Regions from separate parts of the Danio rerio genome. Here regions 1, 3, 4 and 5 are each linked to region 2. Evidence: chromatin contacts called from public HiCAR-type and HiChIP or PLAC-seq data. All regions are on one chromosome and are shown on one strand. Each heading gives the region's core, a stretch centred on a gene start, on an enhancer-like site or on the middle of the called end of the contact. The rest is flanking DNA. Distances are from core to core; before and after follow the strand shown.

Evidence for each region. HiCAR-type assays count read pairs that join an accessible place to other places. HiChIP or PLAC-seq counts read pairs in DNA pulled down with a chosen protein or histone mark.
Region 1: a contact with region 2 is called in an H3K4me3 HiChIP or PLAC-seq map of gastrula embryo, with 5 times the contacts expected there. The contact joins the promoter of LOC137489127 here to the promoter of lrp1ab in region 2. A contact is called at or near these places in 2 of 4 datasets of contacts at active chromatin or transcription factors (caudal fin and gastrula embryo).
Region 3: a contact with region 2 is called in a HiCAR-type map of caudal fin, with 8 times the contacts expected there. The contact joins the enhancer-like site here to the promoter of lrp1ab in region 2. A contact is called at or near these places in 7 of 18 Hi-C or Micro-C datasets (caudal fin, embryo, fibroblasts and 3 more) and 3 of 4 datasets of contacts at active chromatin or transcription factors (caudal fin, embryo and gastrula embryo).
Region 4: a contact with region 2 is called in an H3K4me3 HiChIP or PLAC-seq map of gastrula embryo, with 2.8 times the contacts expected there. The contact joins the promoter of ttpal here to the promoter of lrp1ab in region 2. A contact is called at or near these places in 2 of 4 datasets of contacts at active chromatin or transcription factors (embryo and gastrula embryo).
Region 5: a HiCAR-type map of caudal fin shows a contact between it and region 2, with 5 times the contacts expected there. The contact joins the enhancer-like site here to the promoter of lrp1ab in region 2. A contact is called at or near these places in 5 of 18 Hi-C or Micro-C datasets (caudal fin, embryo, fibroblasts and 2 more) and 1 of 4 datasets of contacts at active chromatin or transcription factors (caudal fin).

What each region holds. Positions count from the first base shown.
Region 1 is chr23:28,452,472-28,455,552 of GRCz12tu, reverse strand. LOC137489127 (somatostatin receptor type 3) reads right to left here and starts at 1,829. Exons shown (of 2, transcript XM_068216907.2): 1 at 1,501-1,829; 2 at 1-1,021. The coding sequence starts at 826. The region is part of intron 41 of lrp1ab (low density lipoprotein receptor-related protein 1Ab); the gene reads left to right.
Region 2 is chr23:28,629,668-28,632,641 of GRCz12tu, reverse strand. It overlaps lrp1ab (low density lipoprotein receptor-related protein 1Ab), which reads left to right and starts at 1,404. Exons shown (of 90, transcript XM_021469971.2): 1 at 1,404-1,974. The coding sequence starts at 1,878.
Region 3 is chr23:28,478,969-28,481,969 of GRCz12tu, reverse strand. lrp1ab (low density lipoprotein receptor-related protein 1Ab) reads left to right here. Exons shown (of 90, transcript XM_021469971.2): 23 at 251-496; 24 at 1,491-1,688. Among named protein-coding and RNA genes, the nearest start is that of lrp1ab, 150 kb to the left of the region's middle. Within about 2 kb of position 1,614, at least 4 of the 62 cell types and tissues checked have an H3K27ac peak or open chromatin away from gene starts, as enhancers often do. A contact at or near this core is called in caudal fin, where this site is marked.
Region 4 is chr23:28,810,850-28,813,970 of GRCz12tu, reverse strand. ttpal (tocopherol (alpha) transfer protein-like) reads right to left here and starts at 1,265. Exons shown (of 5, transcript NM_212590.2): 1 at 1,228-1,265; 2 at 90-534. The coding sequence starts at 531. It overlaps LOC141380497 (a long non-coding RNA gene), which reads left to right and starts at 1,311. Exons shown (of 5, transcript XR_012398553.1): 1 at 1,311-1,566. It overlaps LOC137489129 (a long non-coding RNA gene), which reads left to right. Exons shown (of 3, transcript XR_011008480.2): 3 at 1-1,024.
Region 5 is chr23:28,497,798-28,500,594 of GRCz12tu, reverse strand. It overlaps lrp1ab (low density lipoprotein receptor-related protein 1Ab), which reads left to right. Exons shown (of 90, transcript XM_021469971.2): 14 at 1,129-1,318; 15 at 2,171-2,299; 16 at 2,419-2,559. Among named protein-coding and RNA genes, the nearest start is that of lrp1ab, 130 kb to the left of the region's middle. Within about 2 kb of position 1,269, at least 2 of the 62 cell types and tissues checked have an H3K27ac peak or open chromatin away from gene starts, as enhancers often do. A contact at or near this core is called in caudal fin, where this site is marked.

The sequences.
Region 1 (3,081 bases), core at 580-3,079, 180 kb after region 2:
TGGCGATTATAGCGAAGTTGTGAAGACGTGCTTGTGAATTGCTACTACTATTACCAATGAGCAAGAACATAAGTGCATAGGCTGGCAGCCAGCAGATGGTGAAAACTAACACCAACAGGACAGATGTCTTAGTCACTTGACTCTGATAGCGCTCCAGTTGTGGTGCGCTTCCTTGTAGGCGCGTTTTACGTAGAAAGATGTAGAGTTTGGTATACATGACGATAATGATAATCAGAGGCAAAGTAAAACCAAACAGGAACAGAATGGCACTGTAGACCAGCTGGCTGAGGTCTGATAGAAAGGCAAAGCAATAGATGGGCACAGTTTTGATGGGCACAGTTCTCAATTGTCGAAAAGCGAATTGAGGTGCTGCAAGGACTACCGCTGGGACCCATATGAGAATAACAATAACCCGTAGACAACGGCCCATTCGAAAACGATATGTCCATGTGGGATACACCACAATCAGGTAGCGCGTCACCGCTAATGCAGCTAAAGTGAATACGCTGGCGGAGTTACAGGCAATGCCCAGGAAGCTGATGAACTTGCATAGGTTGCTGCCAAATGGCCAGTAGCCTAAGGCTATAGCGGCGGTGTGGAAGGGCAGACCAATGAGCAGAAGAAGATCTGAAGCACTCAAAGCTAAAAGTAATGTATCTGTGCCTTGATGAGACTGGAATCTGTTTTTCCTCCTCCGTCCCGTCAGGATGTAGATGACTAGTGAGTGACCTACAAACCCGATCACTATGACCACTGCGTCCAACGTTGGGGCCAGAACCTGTGTCAGCTCCCACCTCATAGTCCCAGAGTCATGGCTAACATTCATACTGCTCTCTAAAGAGTGATTCACTTTGCGTTCAACTCTGACTGATCAGTATGAAGATTGCTGTCTGCTTCAGGCCAGTAATTAGCCCCTTTTGAGTGTTAATAACTTCCAAAGCATGATTGGGGTGTTTACTTCAAGTGGCTGTTTCCAGGGTGGTTGTTAGTGTGTAGCATTTGCAATTAGGGACGTGTTCTCCTGGAAAGTTGAGAATATATGTTAATGCTTTTGTACATAGAGAAGACAGAGTTTTACTTTAGAGCAGTGGTGTCCAAACTCGATCCTGGAGGGCCGATGTCCTGCGTATTTTAGTTCCAACCCCAAATAAACACACCTGAACCAGCTAATCAAGCTCTTTTTAGGTATACTTAAACTTCTAGGCAAGTGTGTTGAAGGAAGTTATAGCTAAACTGTGCAGGACACCGGCCCTTCAGGACCGAGTTTGGACACCCCTGCTCTAGAGTTTACTCTGTGGAGTAATTCAGAGTTTTACTTCACACAGAAATGCCAACTGACCCAGCCGAAGTTTGAACCAGCAACATTCCTGCTGTGAGGCGATAGTGCTACCCACTGCACCACCAAGCTGTCCCATTTGTTATTCATAATTTTAAAGATGTATTCTTCTGTTCATCAACTAATAATCTTAACTTTTTATTTAAAATGTGGTGGGTGCTTACCTTACGTCCATCCATGATAGCTGTTGACTTGTATTGAGTGAAACCAGGCAACACTTCATAACACGATTCCATGCATCTGTCAATGACGGCCACATTACACACAGTCAATTCTACTTGAATCTAAGTGCTCGCTGCGACATTCCTCTTACAATCAATTGGATGACTCTTCAAATTCACTTCAATTCCTTTATCGTCCGTCCCCAAAGAACGCAACACAACTCTCCTCAGTGTGTCCTATTACAAGTTTTCTCAGATAAAGACAGATGAGTACTAGGAGGAGCGACACACACCCAAGTGATTCTCTTTAAGATCCAAACACGATGTGTGGTAGTTCTCTCTTTTGATCATGTTTTCTCTTATGATGACGTCTCATAAATGAAATGGGCAGTGCTTGTTACGTAAGAGTCTTGTTGTTCTTCCTTTGACCTAAAGACTGATGTGTTCTGCAGGATCGTTATTGGTTTTTTAGCAAAAGTAAACAGCTAGCTTGAGTGTCCAGCCTGTTTTATGAGGGAGTAATTGCTGTTGTAAAGTGATGCAAAAGGATGCTGCGAAACCCCTCCTGAGCTTATTTAATTACTGAAGAGCGACTGTTGCTGACTTTGAGTTATTGAAACTTTCGACAGCTTTTGCTTAAGCTCATTTCTCCACATTGCTTCCCAGTGTTGTGTCCGAGACTCATCGGGCAGTCGTCTCTTTGTGGAAGAACTAGTCAGCGTGGTTAAAGAGATTCACAGAGGGAGGGTCTTGTATGCACAGGCACCCATCCATGAAATGACCGGATGACACTAAGCCACAAAACACACACAACAAGGCCCTTTCACAACCCGCTGAAAGCTGCATGCACACGTAGCATAGGATTAAACTTCTCATTGGGATGGGAGAAGTTTTAAAATAAATGGTTTGGTCTTGTTATATGTTGATCAAAGAATTCATTTGCTCTATGAAGGATGAGATATTAATGCTGATTGGATTGCTATTCTGAGAAGTTAAAATGCTGCACTTTTTATGTCTGTAGAGATCTTTTAAGCATTGGAAATACAGGCATCAGTTTGTTCTATGAGGCGAAATTATGATAAAAAAAATTTGAAGCAACTTGGCTGAGGAACAGAACACAGAATTGTAATTAGGTAAAACAAACTGCATACAGTGATGTTGTTTTTTTGATCAGAAACAAGCAACATAAATATGGAGTCATTGTGCAGTTTCTTAGGCTATGTCCAGAAGACAATGATTGTTTTTTGTTTTTGTTTCTCTTTTGGAGATTCAAGCAGTGTAATGTGTATGCTACACTTATATATGCCATTGTGAACAAATACAGACTGCCGCATATAATAATAAAATCACAGAAGATTCTGTTTACATGTGCATTAGGTCCATGTTTTTCAACGTGTTGAGTATAGACATACTGTAAACAGGAGACCAGGATGGATTTAAAAATACCTGATGTATTTTACTGTTATTGCCGGCAGCTAGCTTTCTGCAACTTTCAAATAGTCGCCTACTAAGGTTAAGTCAAGCTGCGCCCAGTCAGTACCTGGATGGTAGATCACAGGGGAAAGTTAGTTTGTTGCCGGAAGT
Region 2 (2,974 bases), core at 155-2,654:
GGACTAAGCCGACAAGAAAATGAATGAATGAATTAATGAATGAATGTGTGTAAATGAGAGTGTAGGCTATGGAAAGGCATCCACTGCAAATGCTGGATAAGTTGGCGGTTCATTCCGCTGTGGTGACCCCAGATTAATAAAGGGACTAAGCCAAAAAAATGAATGAATGAATAAATGGTACCGAAGAGATGTATTATCTGCACTGTGTTCAACAAATGTTCATCAGTCTTTCCTGGATTTTCCTTCAGATCATTCCAGGTTGTGCAGAGGTTTATGTATCTGCACTCTGTACTGTGAACTCCAATATGCTTCCTCCTGGATTAAAACAAATGTTGATTTAAGACCGCAAACAACGATGAATTATTATTTGTCATTTTTTTTGTCTCGAGAATTAGTAAATTGTTTATGAAGTTTTGCATTAACATTTTTAACCACTAGATAGAGCTATTCCATTTGTGCAAGAGAAGAGACAAAAGAAACGGTACCTGAAGATGAACAAAGAAATCCCTAACCATATCGATTTAATTTAGTATGCTATTAGCAACATCCAAAAACAGTGATCAAAAACTATATATTATATAATGTACATATAGACAATTATTGCAAGTTGACTTGCTAAAATTAAGAATGCGTTATTATAGTAAACTGATAGCTAGTAACACGTTTTTGGCGAACTGATTACAGGAATTGGTTACAGAATATATAATCACAAATGTACTTCAAATACAACGATTAAACTATGGTTGTGGACGCAAAACACAAACATGTGCGGTTACTCTGATTTAACTAGAATAACCATGTTTTCTTTGATTTATTTGCATTAAAAACACAGTATGGACAGGCCCAGCCACATAACCTATTTCAAAAGCTGGGAATAATACATCCCGACAATAATATTGAGAATACTTAAAAAAAACAGCAGTAATATAATAATAAGAATAATAATGTATTTTATATATAACTTTAAAAACACTTTACAGAAAATTATCATTATTTAAATTATTGGTATGTTTAATGATTATAAAACTAATATGCCATTTTATAATTATTTTTGTTCACATTCGTCAGCTTTATCTATCATGCTATACTGATACTAACAAAACACACCTTTACAAAAAAAGGGGGTGGGACACAATTTAAATTGATCTGTTCCGTTATGTAACTGTAACCAACTACTTTATAAAATAAAGGCTAGTCACTGAACACACTTACTACGACAGAGCCAAGATGGCTGCCCTAGCGGGTTCAGTTTCCAATGAATGAGGGGAAAACAAATAGTCAGCCGTAAGCTGAGAGGAGCATGCGCAGAATCACAGTGCCGCGTAGAGCACTCGGTTTTTTGGACTCCTGTCGAGGCGGGTGACGTCATGCAGCAGTCCAGCAGAGGCTCCACTTTCCCCCTCACTCAAATTGTAACCACCAGCATCAGAAGATCAGAAGCGGTGGGGCACCGAACAGAAGACACTTTTTTTAAAATAGATTTATATCTTTTTTGTTTATTTGCAGCGAGGACCGCCAATTAACGCTCTTCTTTTAGCATCCAGATCTCACTAAAAGGAATAATTTGATCACAGAAGAACCCGCTTTGATTTTTAGTGCATGTTTTAACCAACCCCTGTTTGCATGCTGGTGTTCAGTAAGCAATATACATGAGCGTGCCATTTTACAACACCTCGCCTGTTTAGGCTGAAGAAGCCTCTTTTTTTTACATCTGTATTTTAATGACACATTCTCTACTGTGCATATTGTCTGCTCAGCTACATTTGCTAGCGTGTGGAGGGCGCAAGAAACAACAGAGCACGGCGGACAATCGTGGGGTTTGGATGAGGTGTTTGAATCCAGCCTTACGTGAACAATTGTTAAGATTTCCATAAGCAATGCCATCTTGCAATGCAAACATGCTGGCTGTTGGATTGCTCTACCTGGGATTAGTTCTTGCACTGGAGGTTGTAGATCCCACCAGAGCCATTGAAGGTGAGTAACCGCGATCAAACGTGTTATTTTCTCCATGCATGCATTCAAGAGACAGTGCGTAAAGTTTTCAGACATGGCCTGGTAATAGTGGCCAAAGCTTACAGTAACGCACTTGTGGGCTCCTGCTCTCGACACCCGCTCGATATATGATCGTTTCAGGTTTGCAGGATCGATTTTGTATAGATAAACACGCCGAGAAGGGCATTTGCGCAGTTTTGTTATCACCTGTGTTTGTTATCTTCGTCCAGACTCGCGCTGTTTATTTATTATCATGAATGATTCGCGTTTGTGCGTTGAAGCCGCGTTTTTAACGACGCGTTTGTTTTTGTGGGGTCAGATTGAAAATGTGGGAGTTGAGTTATTTCATAACAGCTTCGCAGGCCTGTCTGTGTGCTCGCCCGAGTCGTTTATGAAGGCAAACGCCTGTCAGATGATGTTCTGCTGCGTGAATGAATTGTTTCGGTGTGAGTGGAAGCCGAGCTCGCCACAGGTCTATTTTGCATGCGGTGGACATGCTCCATATTCCCGCATATTCTCGGCGGTCTATTCAAGTGCAAGGAGAGGGAAGCACATCCTCTGCTGGCGCTTCGTGCTCGCCCACTAAACATGTCTTGACGGTCCTTTAGTTTTTGTTTTGCTTGACGTTCCGGTAAACATGGTTATTTGAGTAATCCTGAATCCGTTCCATTACTTGCATTACTTGGCACAAGTTTGCTCAAATAGTTTGAGTAGAAGTGACCTGAGCCTTTATACTATGTTTCTGTTTCTTCAATAGCTTTGCTTCAGGAGCCTGATTTAGTCATTGAAAAAATCAAGTGGCATTTCTGTTTATTTAACAAAATTAGGCATTTTATTCTTACATTTTAAAATATATTTTAGTTTTCAAGAAAATTATGAATTGCACAGATTGTTTCTCCTACAAGCAAGTACATTTTCTTCACATTTTAATGACAAACAAAACTTATGGGAAGCATTTTACCTCCCTTTTACAAGTTGTCAA
Region 3 (3,001 bases), core at 365-2,864, 150 kb after region 2:
GGTGAGTAAATAATTCCCCAACTGTCATTTTTGTGAAAGCTATTCCTTTAAATCTTTCACAGTTTGCACAAAGCTAACTCGACTTGTGTTTCCCATTAGCGTGAGACGCACACAAATTTCAGGCTCGGATTCAAATAAAATAAGAATGTTCTCTCCATTGTTTATTTCCTTTTTTGTTCAACAGTCTTGTTACTCACAAACACCCTTTCAATCCCGACTTTCCCTTCTGTCTCTTTCTCTACTCTCCTAGATCTTTGCACGGTGGAAAATGGAGGCTGCAGCCATAACTGTACCATCGCTCCCGGTGAGGGCGTCCTGTGCTCCTGCCCAGCTGGCATGGAGCTGGGTACTGACAACAAGACCTGCCAGATCCAGAGCTTCTGCGCCAAGCATCTGAAGTGCAGCCAGCGCTGTGTGCAGGAGAAGGCCACAGTCAAGTGTGCTTGTTATGAGGGCTGGGCACTCGGGCCTGATGGAGAGAGCTGCAAGAGCACGGGTAAGAAAGAAAAATTATTGATGTATTACAGTATCCCTGTTGTTTTCATTGATTTTTCATTCAGGATTTTTGTATATTTTTATATAAAAATGTATGTGTTTTATATTGTATCTTCATATAGTAGATCACAGAAGTGCTCAAACTGTTGAACCAATCTGCAGTTTCAAAGGGCTTCAAATGATCCTAGCTGAGTAATACTGTTGGGGTCTTACCTTATAGCTAAACAATCTGTCATTTTCTAAAAATAAAAGATAAAAAAGTGTTCCTCAGCTAGAACCATAGGTTTTTTTAATCAAATTTTTTTATGGACAAAATCCTGAATTTTTTTTCTTTGCTTTTTTTTTCCCCAAAAGCATATTTTGAAGACATGTACATTTAATTCATATAAAGCACATATATTTTTGTATTCCAAAACAAATGCCATGAGGATGAGTAAATAATTCCCTTTTAGTTACTTTTTATTCCCTTAATAATTACTTTTCATTTCATTATCATTTTTGCAATTTATTTATTATTTTTAATTGATCTTGTCTTGTCTTGTGACTTTCTGGACTTTGTGAATTAGAACCAATTTAAAACATTATCTATAGTATATGACGTCTAAATCTGCCATCTCACTGTTACTTTTTCAATATATCTTTGTTGAAATAAATGCAGTGATGGAGAACATTAAGATACTTTTGAAAGTATTTACAAATTGATATTGACCATGACACTTTATTCACTCCAGAAAGGAGAAAAACTAAAAGCTGCACAAAAGACAAATTCATAAAAACATATGTGAATGAAAAAAATCAGTGCAGAGGTCATTTGGAGAACTTTTTGCTAATTATTTAATCATGTTTTGTCTTTTGTGGAGCTGTACGTCCAACAGATTTGTTGAAGAAGATTTAAATGGATAGATTTTTGTTGTGTTCCAAATTGTAATTTTTTGTTCTGTCTTGTGGCTTTCTGGACTGAAAAAATGACATATTTTCCTGTCCTTGTTTTTTAGATCCATTCAAGCCCTTCATCATCTTCTCCAACCGACATGAGATCCGTCGGATTGACTTGTACAAGGGTGAGTTCAGTGTGCTGGTGCCAGGACTGCGCAACACCATTGCCCTGGACTTCCACTTCAACCAGAGCTCCCTCTACTGGACCGATGTGGTAGAAGACAAGATCTATCGGGGAAAGCTGTCAGAAAACGGAGGTAAATTAGTGTTCTAGAAATGTCCTGCAAGAGTGGATGTTCCTAAACCAAAATGATCGCTGTTTATTCTTGGTAAAATTAAGCTTACAGCTACATGCTGTCAATTGCAATAGGTGATATCACAACTGATGACTTTGCTTATTAATTTAAAATAAAAAAATATTATTTAGAAGTATATTGGTTTAAAAGATGCTATGTTTTTCTTACAGTACATGTTTAAATTAAAAGTATATAGCATCAATGTTTTAATCTAATTGTTAAGAAAATGAAACAAATACATTTTTAAAGTTAACAATAAAGTTTGGGGTAAAGGAACTTCAACTGTATTCTCTTCTTTTAAAGCTTCGCATCAGCTTTGTTGTTTTTCAGTGTTTTCCCACATTGTTCTGTTTCTTTCAGCATACCAATGTAGTCAGTAATTATTACAACTGCTTTTGGTTCACAAAACCACAGCGTGTGTCTAACTGAGGCTGTGTGTGATTCTAGCACAGGATCTCTCTGTCTTTACCCATTTGACTCATTCCTAGTTTGCGTGACTAAAGGCAGAGTAAAAGTAAAGTGTCAGAAACACCATGCTGCTTCCAAACACACACCTACCTCTCTCTGAACAGCTCTTTCCATAGATACGATACCACTGTCCAAGTTCTAGATCCCTGCTGTCGTCTTTGACAGAGTAAAAATATGGCTGTAAAGGCTGCCAGCGCTAAAACAAAGTAACAAAGTGTTGTTTCTCAACCCCCGTCTGAGAAGCTTTGCTGTTTCCAGCCCAACAGAAAGCTGTTCTGGACCTTTAATTACTGCTCTGTATGAGTGTCTCTCTCTCTCACACAGATCAGAGAACTGCTAGCCTTGATTGAGAATGATTTTTTCTTTTCCTTTTTCTTCCACATGGCTGTAGCTCAGTGTGGGGGAATATTTATTGCAGCTTCGACTTGTATGGCTTTCAGCCTGGAAGCAATCAAATGATTTTTTTTATTCAATATACTAACTTTTGGCAAAAAAGCTTCTAGTTTGCAGTTTTCTATTTTAAGGAGGCTGTTTGATGCTATTGTAAAATGCATGAAAATACCTATTTTATTTGTATTTTTTTAGAACAAAACTTTTACCTGCACTTACAGATAAATAACAGACTAACAGTAAAAAGACTAAGCATTATATGTGAAGACTAAGCATGATATGATTTTAATACCTTTTTTAATTTTTATTTATTTTTTTCAGTGTGAAATTGTAGCTTTTTCATTTTCATTTATTTTTCCATTTGGTCTACCTTTACAGCAAGTAAATTTAAAAATTGTTTTAAGGATGAATAATGT
Region 4 (3,121 bases), core at 16-2,515, 180 kb before region 2:
AATCAAACCCAATGTTTAGTTTTCATGTCAGATAAACATCTTGTTAACTCAACTCTATAAGCAGAAATCTAGCTTATTTCATTCAATACCTGGTCGTAAACACAGTATGTAGCGTCCTTGAGGGTCTGGCCTGGGCAGGACAGTGAGAAAGCCCAGGTCTAGGACGTGCTTGACTGTGGAGGGCTTCAGGTCCTGGAACACTTCAGGCCAGGCTCTCCGGCTGGCATGATAATTCAGGAGAAGCTGAAGGGCCCGGTCATAATCAAACTTCCTGGCCCTGAGGAAGCGCAGCAGAAAAGCATCATCTAACCGGGTCCTCAGATTAGGGTGGTCTTTCAGTATCATATCCCGTAATGCCTGGACATCCCGCAGCCTCCATTCGGGCTTCTCCTGAAGCTCTTCCCGAGCCTTGGCTACTAGTTCAGGAGTCAGAGTGCAGGTGTAGATGGGTGGAGGAGGACCTGGGAAGCCTAAACCTGCAGCTGTGTCCCTTGGAGGCCCAAGATCAATGTGCCCATTTTGGTCTGCCATGGGCTATACATAGAAAATATGAAAGAAATAAAAATAGTGCAGTCATGGATAAGTTTTTATATAGACAAAGCTGTCAAGCTTAGCTTTAGTCATTCTACAGATGTGGTGTCATTCATGGTTGTATGATATTTAAATGTTTTATTTTTGTTTTACAAAAATGTAATTACATTTTTACTGCATTGTATTTGTAATTTGTAAATGTTGTAATCTGCTGTGGGTGGGTACACTTTTTCACATGATTGAGCTTTAAAAATATCACTACACGTTTTGGTATGTAATATATCATAGTTTTCTATTTCTTGTTGTATCTCAATATATACAACTGGCGTGAAATGAAAAAAATTATAGATATAAGCTTCCTCATATTTAAATTTTGAGTAAGTTATATCAAGTTATTTCTTAAGGGAATGACTGTTGTTGAACTTCTATACCCTAACAACAGCACTATCATATGCACAAAACATAATTTGTACTATGTTAATGTACTAAATGATAATCTGATGTATTCTATTTACTAAAATACATCAGACCCATATAGCTACCGCGAGTTTTCCCAGCGCAGCTATGGTGTTCAATAAGCACTGCAAATTTACATATGAAAGCCAGGCGTAATCCTATTAAGCTGTTTCACTTATTGCACGATTAAGATGTGATGATTTTCACTCAAAACAGAACAGAAATGTAAACATGACCAACCTGCCAAAGAAATCCGCAATCAGTTCCGTGTACAGGATGAAGCCAATCGAGCATTGGTCATTCTGTGTCATGTGGTGTATGACGCAAGTGGCGTTTATTCGGCGTGCTCTTCTGACGTGAGTAATTTGTCGATGGTAAAAAATGAAAATATCCCATCTTACTTTTAATTGATGCATTAGAAGTCTGGTTCAGCTCAAAATGTAAACCATCTATGCGCCTTTATTACAATATTTGTGCTTACCGATATAGCAACATTGCCTTAACCAACGGTGTGAGTTTGAGTGTCTGTGTCTGTGCTCAGCAATCAGAGCCTTCGGGGCAGGCTCAAACGTGTTGCAGGTAAGAGGCTTGGGTAGAATTTCATCAAATTTTCAGGCTAGGTAACAAAATAGAAACTTTTTTATTTTCAAAAAAATAACCAAATTTATTCATGTTTAATTATAAGACAATATTTGGGATGTGAAACTAAACAGATAATCTGAAACTGAACAGATAATCTGTAGACAAACAAAGCAGTACATTATTATTCATTCATTAATTTTCCTTCGGCTTAGTCCCTTTATTCATCAGGGGTTGCCTTAGCGGAATGAACCACCAACTTATCCAGCATATGTTTTACACGGCGGATGGGGAACACTCATTCACACACTATGGCCAATTTAGTTGATTAAATTCACCTATAGTGCATCCATTATTTGCTTCGGGGTAAACTGGGGCACCCGGAGGAAACACACGCCAACAGACCATGCAAACTCCACACAGAAATGGCAACTGATCCAGCCAGCAATCGAACCAGCAACCTTTTTGCTGTGAGGCGACAGTAAAAGGCACACCTCCTGAAGTCACGAATGTGCACCGTAAAGATGAAAGTAGACAACCCACTTGATCATGTCATTCGCCAGTTAGAAGACTTTACAGTATGTTATAATACTACAATTTCGAATGAAAAACTGCATTATATCTAGCACATTTTCAATTGTGTAGCTACTGTAGCAAAACTTGTCATAATGTGCAATATTTATGCATGCAAGGATGCCGCTTTGTCCTAAAGTGGCCATTCTTTGGCCTGCCGGGTGCAGGAATTACACTTATTACTAAGCCATACTTACTGTACATGCTATTTCAGACCGAATATTCAAAGTAGCATGGTAAACAATATAGACGCCGCATCATAGGTTGTCATTGTTCAAAAATGAATTAATGTTATGTGAATATAAAACCAACTTTACTTTAGTAAAGCTAGGCGGAATAGTGCTATTTACTAATGTTTTGTTGTTAAATAAAACAAAAATCGACATTATTGATACTTTAAAAGATCCCTTATAAATTGAAAATAGTCACATCAATCTTTTGCCGGAAGATTTCAGGGGCTGAACAACACTTCTGGGCATATAACCCATTTGTAAAACAACACCATCTACATCAGCTTTGCGTGACTAAATTACTTTTAAAACAGAACATTACCTGTCTAACAGAAATACCTCAGCCATGGTGTCATCCCTCCTTCAGCGTGCAAAAGTAACTCCAATATTGATTCAGGTTTTAAAAAGCTTTGATTCAGCATTTGTTTTTAACGCTGTCACTTTCTCGAGTGCACCTGAAAGTGCATGAACGCGCAAACGGGGGATCTGTCTGCCTGAACGGGGTGTGCAGATGTACAGGTACAAATCTATATTTGCTGACAGGCAGTTTGGGCTACTTATCAGAATTATGGGAACATTTAGTCTTATGCCTTACCCAGAATATAAAAATACACATAAATACATTTAGATCATGTACTTTAATCATTATTTTTGCAATGTGAAGAAAACAAAAAATTGTTTCTAAATTCACCTACTGCACCTTTAACCTACCTTCAGCAGCTTCCCCTGACAATTGTTGGCAACACAATAGG
Region 5 (2,797 bases), core at 20-2,519, 130 kb after region 2:
CAAGTTTAGTTGAAATATCCCTCTACTTTTTACATTTACATTTAAAAAGGATTTATTTATCAGAAATTATTAAATCTAGGTTAAAATAACCCATCAAAGTGATCCGAGTTCTTATTTATAGTTTGCATTTGTTTTTATTTAATTTATTTGTTTTGTTTTTATTATTTATCATTATTGTTTTTATTATTTGTTTTAGTTGTTTTGTATATAAATATTGTATATGTAGTTTTTTTCATTGTACATTTGTATTGCATATTTTCAGTCTTCTTGAAAGTACCTAATAGGGCTTGATTTTTCAGACATATGAATCCAGGCCTGAAAAGTACTTTAAAGCAAACATAGTTCCTTAAAAGTGCTTGAATTAAAATTTTATGGTTTTATTTCAACAATTGTACTGTGCTGCATTCAAAGGCTGAACGTAAAAACTATGAAATTCTTAATTTAAAAATCTTAAATTTCAATCTTATACATTTACTATGACGAATAATGCGTTTTATCAATACTTCAGAAACTGCATTTGAATACTGACAGAATAGAATTCAACTATATAAGTAATAAAGTTCTTTGAAAATTTCTTTGAAATGGTTGTTTAAAATGGTCAACATTTTTAAAAATGACATTCAAAACATCATCATTATGACATTTTAATGTAAATATTAGGTGTAAGTGAAATGTTAAGTGCAGGAAAGACTTTTATGGCACTGCATATGTTGGGGAATTACAAAGGTGCTTGATTGAAAATATCAGTGATTTAAAAAGTCCTTGAATTTAGTGTCCATGAAAGGGTGCGAACCCTATACTGTATTTTATAAATATTATATATTTTTAATGTGTTACATGAACTAATTATGTTAGATTATTGTTAGAAATGTTTTCTGAAGATATTTTTCCCTGGTGACTACCAACGATAATAAAATCTGTTTAAATTGTCTATACATTACTGTTCTTTTACGGCTAATGTTTATTTTGACAAGTAGCATGTTTGTATTTATATGGTTTTGTTTAACTATATTAATCTTTAATACATCACTTTTATCAGCTGTAATTTTAGCATCACCATATTCCTAAAAAAAAAAAAAAAAAAAATAATAATAATAATACTTAAATACAATTTTTCTCTTAATCCAGACGGTGTATGAAGGACAGGAGCTGAACCACCCATTCGGCCTGTGCCACCATAAGAACTTCCTGTTTTGGAACGAGTACCGCGGTGGAGGAATCTACAAGCTGGACCAGAACACCAAGAAAGCCACACTGTTACGCAATGAACGACCGCCAATCTATGAAATTCGCACCTATGATGCACAACAACAGCAAAGTACTGAACACCCTGAGCTTCTTTTTTTTTCTCCATAATTATTTGTATGAGTCATATGTAACATGCAAGCACAAGCTGGCAGATCCAACATAGACTTAATTATGCTGTTTTGCATGTTAACATGTCTGAACAGCTACATCATTTACATTTCTGGTCAATAGTTTGGCACCAGTACTTTTTATTTTATTTATTTATTTATTTATTTATTTATTTGTGTATTTATTTATTTATTATTATTATTATTATTTTTATTTTATTTGATGCTATTTTATTTAATTAAATTTTTTATTGTTAAGTCTCTTCTCATCACCAAGATTGTATACTTGTTCAAAAATACAAATACCATTCAGTAAAATATTGTGAAATCTTTTACATTTAACATGACTGTGTTTGATTCCTCTGATTTAAAGCTTAATTTAATTTACAATAAAATCTTGTGTGTCTACTGCCACTTTTAAGCAGCTTAATTTGGTCTTGGTGAATAAATTTAATACATTCTTTACTTTTTAAGTGGTGCTATTTCAGTTTTTGGACACTTTTTAATACAGATAATAAATGTTTTTTGAGCTCAGTTCATCTCACTATAATAATATCTAAAGGTTTGTGTGGGATTAAATTTAGCTTTATGTGACAGGAATAAAAATGACAATTTAAATCACATTCAGTAAGAAAACAGTTATATTAAATTGTAATAATAGTTTTTTATTTTGATCAAATAAATGCAGTTTTGGTGAGCAGAATGGGCATATTTTTAAGTAAGATTTAAAAGTCTTACTGATCCCAAACTTTTAAGCAAACAACTTAATTGATTCAATGTTTCACAGTTGTATTGTTTGTTTGTGATTTGTGCAGTTATAGGCTCTAATGTGTGTCGTGCTAATAATGGTGGCTGCAGCAGTTTGTGCCTTCTGACGCCCACCGGACGATCCTGCGCCTGTGCTGACGACCAGATACTAGACACAGACAACAAGACCTGCAGAGGTGGGTGTGCTTGGCTTTAAGTTACCACAAACACCCTGAAATGATTCGAAAAAGGCCTGCTGAGATTTGGTGGGATTCGGAGGTGTTTTATTTTTTTTTCGTTTGTTTGTTTTCTGCAGCAAATCCTTCCTACGTGCCTCCTCCTCAGTGCCAGCCTGGAGAGTTTGCCTGTAAGAATAACCGCTGTATTCAAGAGCGCTGGAAGTGTGATGGAGACAACGACTGTCTGGACAACAGCGATGAGACCCCCGATCTGTGCAGTTAGTGTGCTTTTGTCTCATTTTTTCTAAAATATATAATTTAAATAAACCCTTCAGAGGTTCGACGTTGGTAAAATGTTTAGATATATTTAAAAGTAGCCAATTTTTCTTTTCTTTTTTAAAAATAAATGCATGCATGTTGTTTAATTCTTTCGCAACAGCCATGTTCGGTGTCATTTGATCAATCAGAAATCCTTCAAATATCCTAATTTGATTCTCAGGAATGTAATTATTCTGT